2 separate regions of the Capsicum annuum genome follow, and region 1 is linked to region 2. A link is a contact called in public Hi-C data. All regions are on one chromosome and are shown on one strand. The core of a region is the stretch at or near the end of the contact, and the rest is flanking DNA. Distances in the headings are between cores, read along the strand shown.

What was found. Hi-C and Micro-C count contacts between places; a contact is called where the count stands out from the background.
Region 1: a contact with region 2 is called in a Hi-C map of leaf, with 2.4 times the contacts expected there. The contact joins the promoter of LOC107842408 here to the promoter of LOC107842448 in region 2. A contact is called at or near these places in 2 of 5 Hi-C or Micro-C datasets (leaf and placenta).

What each region holds. Positions count from the first base shown.
Region 1 is chr1:183,183,697-183,188,815 of UCD10Xv1.1, reverse strand. It overlaps LOC107842408 (inactive beta-amylase 9), which reads left to right and starts at 3,767. Exons shown (of 3, transcript XM_016686244.2): 1 at 3,767-4,450. The coding sequence starts at 4,199.
Region 2 is chr1:182,683,958-182,688,930 of UCD10Xv1.1, reverse strand. It overlaps LOC107842448 (sodium/hydrogen exchanger 2), which reads left to right and starts at 1,323. Exons shown (of 15, transcript XM_016686299.2): 1 at 1,323-1,653; 2 at 1,966-2,258; 3 at 2,363-2,481; 4 at 3,285-3,382; 5 at 3,491-3,550; 6 at 3,645-3,691; 7 at 3,809-4,003; 8 at 4,138-4,184. The coding sequence starts at 2,085.

The DNA.
Region 1 (5,119 bases), core at 2,518-5,017, 500 kb before region 2:
ACTTCTTTACGAATGTAGTGGTCCTCTCACAATCCTAAAGAAGGACACTACATATCAACAATGTCCATAACAACCCAACTCTTAGAACAGATGCTCGAAACTCATTTGAAATCTTTTTAACACAAACCAGTAGTGTAAATCAATCATAAAACACAATTTGGGCCTGTTGGAATCATCAAATCACCATTTCAAAGTTGTCTTGACCAAATGTTGGTTGTGGTCAAGACGTCAAGTCTACAACAACAACATGTCTGGTATATTCCCACAAAGTGGGGTCTGGAAAGGTTAAAGTATATGCAGTCTATACCACATCTCAGAGGTGATGTAAAGAAACTGTTTGGAAAGACCCCAACTCAAGACAAAAATATTCTATAGAAGAAAATAATATAAGAAGATTCAATAGGTAGAAATAAACAAAAGATAATAATAAAAATTTAAGCCTACCACAAAGTAGTACCACACTTGATCTCTCATCATAAAAATTCTAGGAGCAAGACACTACAAGTAACGCACTATGATAACTAGCACAGATAACAAGACAAAACACATTTACCTATTATTAGAGATACACTCCGACCTACTACCCATCTACCTTTATTCGCGTCCTTCACATCTTTCTATTTAGGGTCATGTCCTTTGTAAGTTGTATTTTCTCCATATTATGTATAATTACCCTCTTTCAATATTTCTTCGGTCTATCTCTATCATGTTTGAATCCATCCATAAATAACCTCTCACACCTCCACACCAGGACATTCGAGCACCTCCTCGTTACATGTCCAAACTATCTCAATCTTGTTTTTTTGCATCTTATCTCCACCAAAGCCACCCCCATATTATCTCGAATAACTTTATTTCTGATTCTAACCCTCCTACTAAACTCGCACATTCATCATAACATCATTATATCTACCATCTTTATCTTTTGGGTGTAAGAGTTTTTGGCTAGCCAACACCCCGTCCTATACAATATAGCTAGTCTAACCACCACTTTGTAGAACTTACCTTTATATTTAAGAGGAACCTTATTATCACACAAAACTCCAAAAGTGAGCCTTCATTTCCTCTGTCCAACACCAACACGGTGGGTGCCATCCTCGTCAATCTCCCCATTCTCCTGAATCACAGGTCCAAGATACTTAAAACTATCCCTCTTTTGAACAAACCTGAGTGTCGAGCTTTACTACCACATCATCCTTCTGCGTTTTCTCACCAAACTTGCACTCCAAATATTATATCTTAGTCCTACTCAACCTAAACCCTATGGACTTAGAGGTCTGTCTTTGAATCTCCAACTTAGCATTAACTTCTCTACGAGTCTTGTCAATTAAAATTACATCATCCACAAATAACATACACCAAGACACCTCTTCTTGAATTTGCTGCATTAGTACATTCATCACTAAGACAAACAAAAATGGACTAAAAGTTGATCCCTGATGCAACTCAATCAATACGGGAAAGTGCTCCAAGTCACCTTCCATAGTTCTTACCTGAGTCTTATCCTCATTTATCAACTCTAAGCTTTAATTAGAAAAAGCTAGGAATCAATGATCCAAAGCACTCCTGAATGCCTCGAGAACCGTGTCAATCCTCGAACAAGGTTATATATCACCCTCTAGGCCTAATGGAGTCATCAAAACTCGAATACGACCTCGCCAACCCCAAATGTTAACTTTGATCAAGCTTACAAAACTCTAAACTCACCCGAAACGCATTCGATCACCTCAGAAGTCGTGTCACCCATCCTCAAAAATCATAATCGGCTAACCGATGTTATGAGGATGATCAAACAAGAACATAGAAGTGAAAATCACAAAACAACCTTGAGGATCATTACATAATATTAGGAGTTAGACTTGGCCAAAAAAAAAAAGAAGAAGATATAGTACTAATTAATTGAATTTTATGTGACATCACCCAAAAAATAAAAGATACAGTACTAATTAATTGAATTTTACGTGACATCATAAAATCAAAGACATTTATATTTCATTTCTATAGTTAACGAAAAAATAATTTGAACTGTAAAAATTGGATCGAAAGTATTTCATTTGGTTATATGGGTTTGAATTATTACAAATTTTAAATACTATAAGAATTGTATGAGCAATAATACAAGATAAACGAGTCACTAGTAATTTCCTATTGGTCACGAATTTTTCAAAAAATTAGTGGACATAATAGATAATAGGCTTGTTCTATTCTGAGTGAGACTTTCAACTACCAAAAACAGGCCAGCCATATTCTTAAGACTCTAAAATCAATTAGGAACAGATCTATTGCACTTTTTCTTTTCCCCCCTATCCAAAAAATATCTTATTCCAGAAATTTACTCATGATAAATAATTGGGAAAACAAGATAAAAGTCGAAGAAGTATTTTCATATGATTGCACTCCCGCATCCACGAAGGACAAAGTTATATAGCTTGATTTTTGAAAGTGGTTCAATTAATCCTATTTGTTGTAAATTATCAAATCCTCATAATATAAGATTAGTACAAGCAAAAATCTTCATAAGTTATTTTAAATCGTGTTTAAAATTCAGATGTGATGCAAATAAATTTCTCTATTACTATACCCCATTTATTTATACATAATACAAAAATAAAAGATGAATTTGCAACAGTTGAGTCGAACTCTAATCTAAATCAAAATTATGTTATAAACCAGATCAGCATTCATCTTTTCTTTTTTCCACATAAGCATAAACCTTATCCACAATTTCTTGAGGATGTACTGTTAATGATCAGCAATCAGAACCAATCAGTCAGGAATCTACTGAGTGCTTTGTTTGAATAATATAAGGAAGCTGGCATGGAAGTGAGTCAGCAGAGTCACTGGATCATGACACGTGTCCCAACATATTGTTTATGCTTTCTGAATTATTGAGATTTAAACAGTACTATAGTAAATGAAGCAAATCGTACAAAAAGTGAGAAAAATGAAATAAATGGTGGTCAATTTAGTTGACATCAGCAGCAGTGCACCTTTCATCTTTTCTTATCCACACAAAATATCCATCTTTCTTTTGTGTTTTCATCTGATTTTCTATTTAGGTGGTTCTCACACGTTTTATTTCACATTACCCCCAAGCTAACAGTAATTACTATTCTTAACATTACTCCGTAGCGAACAAGAATTTAATAATATGTACTTCATTATATAAGTAAAATAAAAGGGGAAAGAATCTATTATAATCGATTTTTTTGAGGATCATATAACTTTTGGAAGAAAATATATTTTATTAAATATAAAAATGCATAATTTATTTAAATATTTTTATAAGAAAAAAAAAGCTTAACAAAAAATTATTCTACATCAACATCTGAAAAAAGGTAATACTTTCTAAAAATTTCATAATTTCAGTAAATAAGATGTTGTCATTATTTCAGAGGGAAAAAATAGCCTCTTGCATGTTCTGAACATGGGATTGAATTTCAAATATATTATTGTGTTTGTTCTTTATTTAATAGTATTTGTTATTTAGGTCTATACATGTATGGTGTGAAAGAGAGTAAGAAACACATCAATTGAAAAACTTATCACTAATCTAACAAATTAAGTTTATTAAGCGATTGATCGAAGAGATCGAAAAAATCTTAATAGTTTAATTAATTAGTTATTTAAATTTTTATTTGTTAATGATCATTCGAAAATCTTTTTTTTCCCTTACTATCAATTTAAAAAAAAAAACAAAAAAGGAAAAATCTATAACAATCGACATTCTTTCTTTTAAAAAGTTTATTTCCAAAACAGTATATTCAAAATAACGTTATGCAAGTTGACAAGGTCTACTTCAAATTACGTTTGAGTATGTTGGTGTGGTTGTTATTATGCAAGTTGCTAATATGTAACAGTTGAGAATATTCGGAGAAAAAAATAAAGAAAGCTTAAAATTATGCGGTTGAATTTTCTTTAGCTGTAGAGTCGACACGTGGCACATTCATCTTTCCTTTCCTCTTTCCTTTGTTTATATAAATTGGTCCCAAATCCATTTCAATCTTCATTCCACATCTACAATTCCTTCAATTTTCTTCAAATTTTGTAGCTCTAAATCCTTCATTTACCCAATTACTTGAAACCCCCTTTACTGATTGTTAAGTATTTAGTATTTCAAGCCCTTTTTCTGTGACAAAAGATCAATTTTTCTAGTCATATTATAAATTTCAGATTCTTGAATCTTCTGGAAAAAGTTATGGAGGTTTCAGTGATGGGAAGTTCTCAGGTGAATTTTGGTAGGAATGATTTGGGATGCAGAGAAGCTGTGAATTGTAGTTTTACCAAGAATCTGGTTGTGAACATCTCTTCTTCTTTGAAAAATTCAAAAATATGTGTTGGCCAAAGTGTAAAATTGGGTGGAAAATGTTTGAGTAGGTTTAGTCTGAAGGCATCTGGTTGTTCACAAGCTGAACCAGTCCTATCAAAGAATAACAGAAATCCTAAGCAGGTAAGATAGATCTTCTTGTTCTTGTATTGGTTATAATTATTTTCTTCATTTTGTATGGCAAAAATTTGGAAATTTGAGGGTGTTATAGAATATGCTAATTGTCGTGTTGTTTTTTCTTTAGTATTTGGGGCTTTGTATCTATGAATTGTGAAAACAATAAAGGGCTTCCCCTTGCATATATGATAAGAGGTTGTTTCCATGCCTTTGAACATAGTGAAAAAAGGAAGAAAAAAAACTTGTAAGAGCCTGTTTGAATGGGCTTAAATGCTTCTTTTAAGCTTTTTGGAGTGTGGGGTAAAATCCAGATTAGCTTTTAAGCCAAATAATTGGGATTGCCCAATTCTTTATTTTGGCTTGACAACTGTTTTTCTTTGATTAGTCTGTTAATTTTTTTTAACTACAAATAATTATTTTTGTTCAATATAAAATAAGCTCCACCACTTTGAGTTTAAAAACTACTTAAATCCAGCTCATCCAAACAGGCTCTTAAGTGGAAAGTAAAATGATGTTTTTGGTTGAAGTCCTTAACACTACAAACTTTTGGTATAAAATTGATATGCGATTGTCTTGTGGTGTTTTTACCATTCTAATCAAGCAACTACAGCTTACATTGTTCCGGCAGTCAATTAATAAGTTTTTTTGGTTAGAAATTCTCCTAGTCCTCGGTTT
Region 2 (4,973 bases), core at 74-2,573:
ATAATGAAGAAAATCCTTAAATTCACTTAATTAATGATGGTGTAAAATATTGATTTAGTCCCCAAAAAATAGATTTCATATTTCAAGATACTAACTTTCGTCCTAACAAAATTATTCTTCTCCAACAGAAGCATTATAAATTTATAAAAATGTACTCTTTTTATCCTATTTATATGATACAATTCTAATTTTGAAAATTAAGCAGTTTAAGTTTGATTGTGTATTTGAGCATGAAATCTTTAAACTTTTAAAATAAAATTATATATTGAAAAACTATATATATATATAAATACTATAAACCATGATATTTGATAGTTTGAAATATTCAAAAGATATATGAAAATTTTAAAATTAAAGAAAAATATATTGCATCTAAAACTTTGAAATATGTCACGTCACAATGTAAATAAAGTGTTTAGAAGTAAATTATTGTTCTCTCCATTCGCTTATACTTTTTATTAATTTCTTAATTGAACTTTTATTTTTCATTATTATTTTTGACATATAATTTTTTTTTTAATATTTTATTCTTAATATTAATTATTCTTTCTTCAAATTAATTTTTAAGATATAATGTAAATATTATCTAATAGAAATATTATAATAAAATAATTATTATTAATTATCTTTTAATAAATATATAAATTAAAATATAATAAGTAAAAGCGACAGCAAAAAATAATCGGTCAAAATCCTTTAAGGTGTGTTAAATCTTTTTCCCCTGTAGTAAATAAAACAAAAAGAAAAACGGCATCAGCCGTGGCTAAAAGTGAGAAGTTGCATTAATACCTACACCCTAAGATTCGGAAGGACCACAATCATCGCCGTGGTTGGTCCCATTCTCCCTCTTCTTCTTCCCCATTTAAATAATAGCCGTTTCCTTTTATTCTAGTAACCCTTTTATATTTTTACCACATTTAAATTAAGTAGTAACATAAATTTTTATTTTTATTTATTTTTAGTAATGCAAATTATAAGTAATATTATAGATACATGAGACTTTTAATAATAAAATTATAGAATTAACGATATATAAAATTTACATCTGCTGTTTTGAGCTTAACTCATTTGTGCAAAACGGCTCACTCCTACTTTTTAAAACACCAGTACTTAAATCTTGCTTTTGAAAGACTACTACTAATTAGTCCTTAAAATAATCTCTTGATTAGGAAATTGTTCTTTTTTTGTTTACTTAAAAATGAAGCTCAGATTAAAGTGAAAAAATAGACACATCAGCATATGCTGAAATGAACGGTGATGATGAGTAGAGAAAGAGCAGTCTCTGTCTTAATTCCAGCCAAACTATAAATTACCCTTAAATTCCATCTGTCCTTTATCGCTCGCTCGGCTCGATCTTCTCTCCTTACTATATCTCTCTCTTAATCATTTGATTTAGAATAGAATAAAATTAAAACTACAACTTTCCTCTGTCACTTGTCGCAATTGTTTCTCAATTTGACTTTGTCCCCACTTTCCTTCCATTTTGCTTTCATGTTTTATTCCAGCGCTACAATTTCGTGGACTGATTTTTGTGCTCAATTTAGCAAAAGACGCTGCTGCTGAATCTGCAGCAGTTTGAATTTTTGCTAAACATCTGAGATCCGATTGAATTTCCAGTGGTTTTAATCTCCCGTTTTCACTCCAATTTTCATCGTAAAGTTTTTGTATTTATCGTCATTCATTTTATGTTTTTTTCGTAAATTTATGATATGAGCTATGCTTTGATGCGATTACAAATGGTAATTTGATGAAATAAAGAAAGAATATCGATGAGTTTGATTCATGTGGCTAGTTTTGATCCTGCCTTGTCATTTTCTCTCTTTTCTATTTCTTTTTTTTTTTAATTTTAAATCCACACGACGCCACGTGATTGTCTATAGCTGCATTTATACGCTTCTATATATGTGGATTTTTGAGAATTTATTAATTTTAGGATTTGAGAATTGTTTAATTGGTTTGTTGCAGGAATCGTTTGGATTGGATTTAAGGTTGGATTGGGAGTTGGAAATTCAGTTGTTGAAAAAGAGGAAACTTTTATTGTGATTTTTCTTAAGGCTTTTGTGAATTGAGGATTTACTGAAAAAATGGTGTTCGACTCTGGGATGTTGCTGGCAAGTTTGAACAGATTATCAACTTCTGATCATCAATCTGTGGTGTCAATAAACTTATTTGTCGCACTTATCTGCGCTTGTATCGTGATCGGTCATCTATTGGAGGAAAATAGATGGATGAATGAGTCCATAACTGCCCTTGTGATCGTGAGTTCATTTTGTTGTTGCTATCGGTATTTTGTGTTTTTTGGTTATAGATAATGAACTGATATTTGTATTTGTATTTGTGGTTCCTCGCCTTTTGATGACAGGGTCTTTGCACTGGAGTTGTCATTCTACTAATAAGTGGAGGAAAGAACTCACATATTTTAGTGTTTAGCGAAGATCTTTTCTTCATATACCTGCTTCCGCCGATCATTTTCAATGCTGGGTAGGTATTGCATTTAAAATGTTGCTTATGCCATGTAGTCCATAATGTTTCTGTAGCATTATAGTTTGCAGTAAACAACAATAACTGCCCAATGGTTGCTTGGGGTTAACTGATGCATTATCTTGAAAGCTTACCTTAAATGAATTTTATCAGCTTTCATTTTCCCTCCTTCAATTATTTTCTTTTCCCGTACTATTATGATTTTCAGAAGTGAAGATATTCGTTAGTCAATCTTGTTCTTTAAGCTTGTCGCAATGCAGACTAAGCATGTTATGTAAATGGATAAGGGTAGAGGGGTGAGCCCAGTAATCTCGAGTTTTGAAGGCTGCAGTTGGTCTTGTTTCTCAATTCAGTAAAGAAAATATTACTTGTTCAAAATAGCACTTAAAGTTTGTTAATTGATGTTTGTACGAAAACAGATCTGCCGTTAAGTCTGGTTTGTACAACCATCTTTTGGCTTAACTATTAGTCTTAGTCGATTACCCCTTACTCAAAAGTTTCATCAAAACACTCCGCAATTTGATATTACTAATTATAATATATAGTTTTTATGGAAAAAATTTCCCACTATCAACCAAACAGCAAAAATCTTTTTCTCAAAGTATATTCTCCAGTAATACCAAACACGCTCTAATGCTTCTTTCTTTTACAATGTTGAAGTTCCTGTGGTCTCATGAACTCATTGACTTTTATTAAGACAGGCTACTCATTAGCATGTGATATTTGTTTGATTTGACTTGAGTGTTAAATTGGTCAAAAGGATTGTGATGAGTTAGTTTTTTTCATCTTATTCTGTTCCTCAGGTTCCAGGTGAAAAAGAAATCATTCTTCCGCAATTTCAGCACTATCATGCTTTTTGGGGCAGTTGGCACCTTGATATCATTCATTATCATATCTTTATGTGTGTATTTCTGGTCTTTCCATCCTTTCCTTTTGTTTCCTCTTGTATCATAGAACTTATTGCACTAATGATTCACCCATTAGTAATAACGTCTATTTTCATGATCAGGTGCTATTGGCATTTTCAAGAAAATGAATATTGGAAACCTTGAAATTGGAGATTACCTTGGTACTTCTGCTGTTTCCTCTATGTTATTTATATTTTCAAAACTGTCATTGGTAACTTCTCCGCTTGTCTCTCATATATCACTGTTTGTTTCTAGCTATTGGAGCAATCTTCTCTGCAACCGATTCTGTTTGCACCTTACAAGTAAGTATAAGTTGCATTTAATAAAAAAACTACAAAGTCGTAGCATTGTAGGCTGAGTGCTGGTCAGACTAGCTACCCTCTAACTGATCAGGTATATTCTATTTGGAAAATGTGTAGGTGCTTAGTCAGGATGATACGCCCTTACTGTACAGTCTAGTTTTTGGGGAAGGTGTTGTGAATGATGCCACATCTGTAGTACTCTTCAATGCTGTCCAGAACTTTGACTTATCTCATATCAACACCAGAAAAGCTCTGGAATTAATTGGAAACTTTTTATACTTGTTTGCCTCGAGCACCATCTTAGGGGTTGTTGTAAGTCTCTCTCTCCCCCCCGCCACCCACCCACACACACATCACATGCTTGTGTGTCCTTATTTGTGACTTCGTGTTGTGTGTGCGTGGTAGTACTGACAGAAGAGTGACATTTAATTATTTCCCTGATGCAGACTGGTCTACTGAGCGCCTACATAATTAAAAAACTCTACTTTGGAAGGTTCGTATGTATTTTTACTTTCACGAATAAATATCCTTCTGTAACTCATTCGATATACATGTAAACACACGTTAGGACTTTGAGCATGATAATCTTATACAGAAATATTATAGAAAAGATACATAATGCGGGAGACATTATCCTAGAGAAGAGCGGGAATGCTAGTCGCGAAACGGGTTTCTACCTCCTTGCCCTACCCTATGTTACCGCAACTGTCAACAATGCAAAAGATGTAGAGAATATGTGGTAACCGTAATGGGCGGAGCGAGAGCCAATTTATAGAGGCTTAGACTTAAACTGATTTGTCCATCAAATAATGGGTCTATGGATGGGATCTACTAGTACCATCAGTTGCACGTAAAATAGATCTCATATATAGTGGTCATCATACACACCACAATATGACAAACAACTAATGCAAGTACATAATTTTGTGCTATATGTTACCTTCCATATATAGCTACATTAACAACTTACCATATCAGGTTCATAAGCTATAAAACATTTAATATTATGGTCCGCAATAATGTTTCATTGAGATTATCCCAATATCTCTAACAATAATGTATAGACTATACACCATTATAAAAGCAGGAAATTCATTAATGTATATTATAAACACTTAATTGAGCTCAGAATGTCAAAGCATCATAAATGCATCAATCATAAGTACAACCAAGACAAATTAATTGAACATGTTCTTTAAATGTCTTTGGCTTGTAAGCCCTTCGTTAATGGATCTGCAATCATGAGATCCGTTCTAATATTCTCTAGTGACACTCTTTGTTT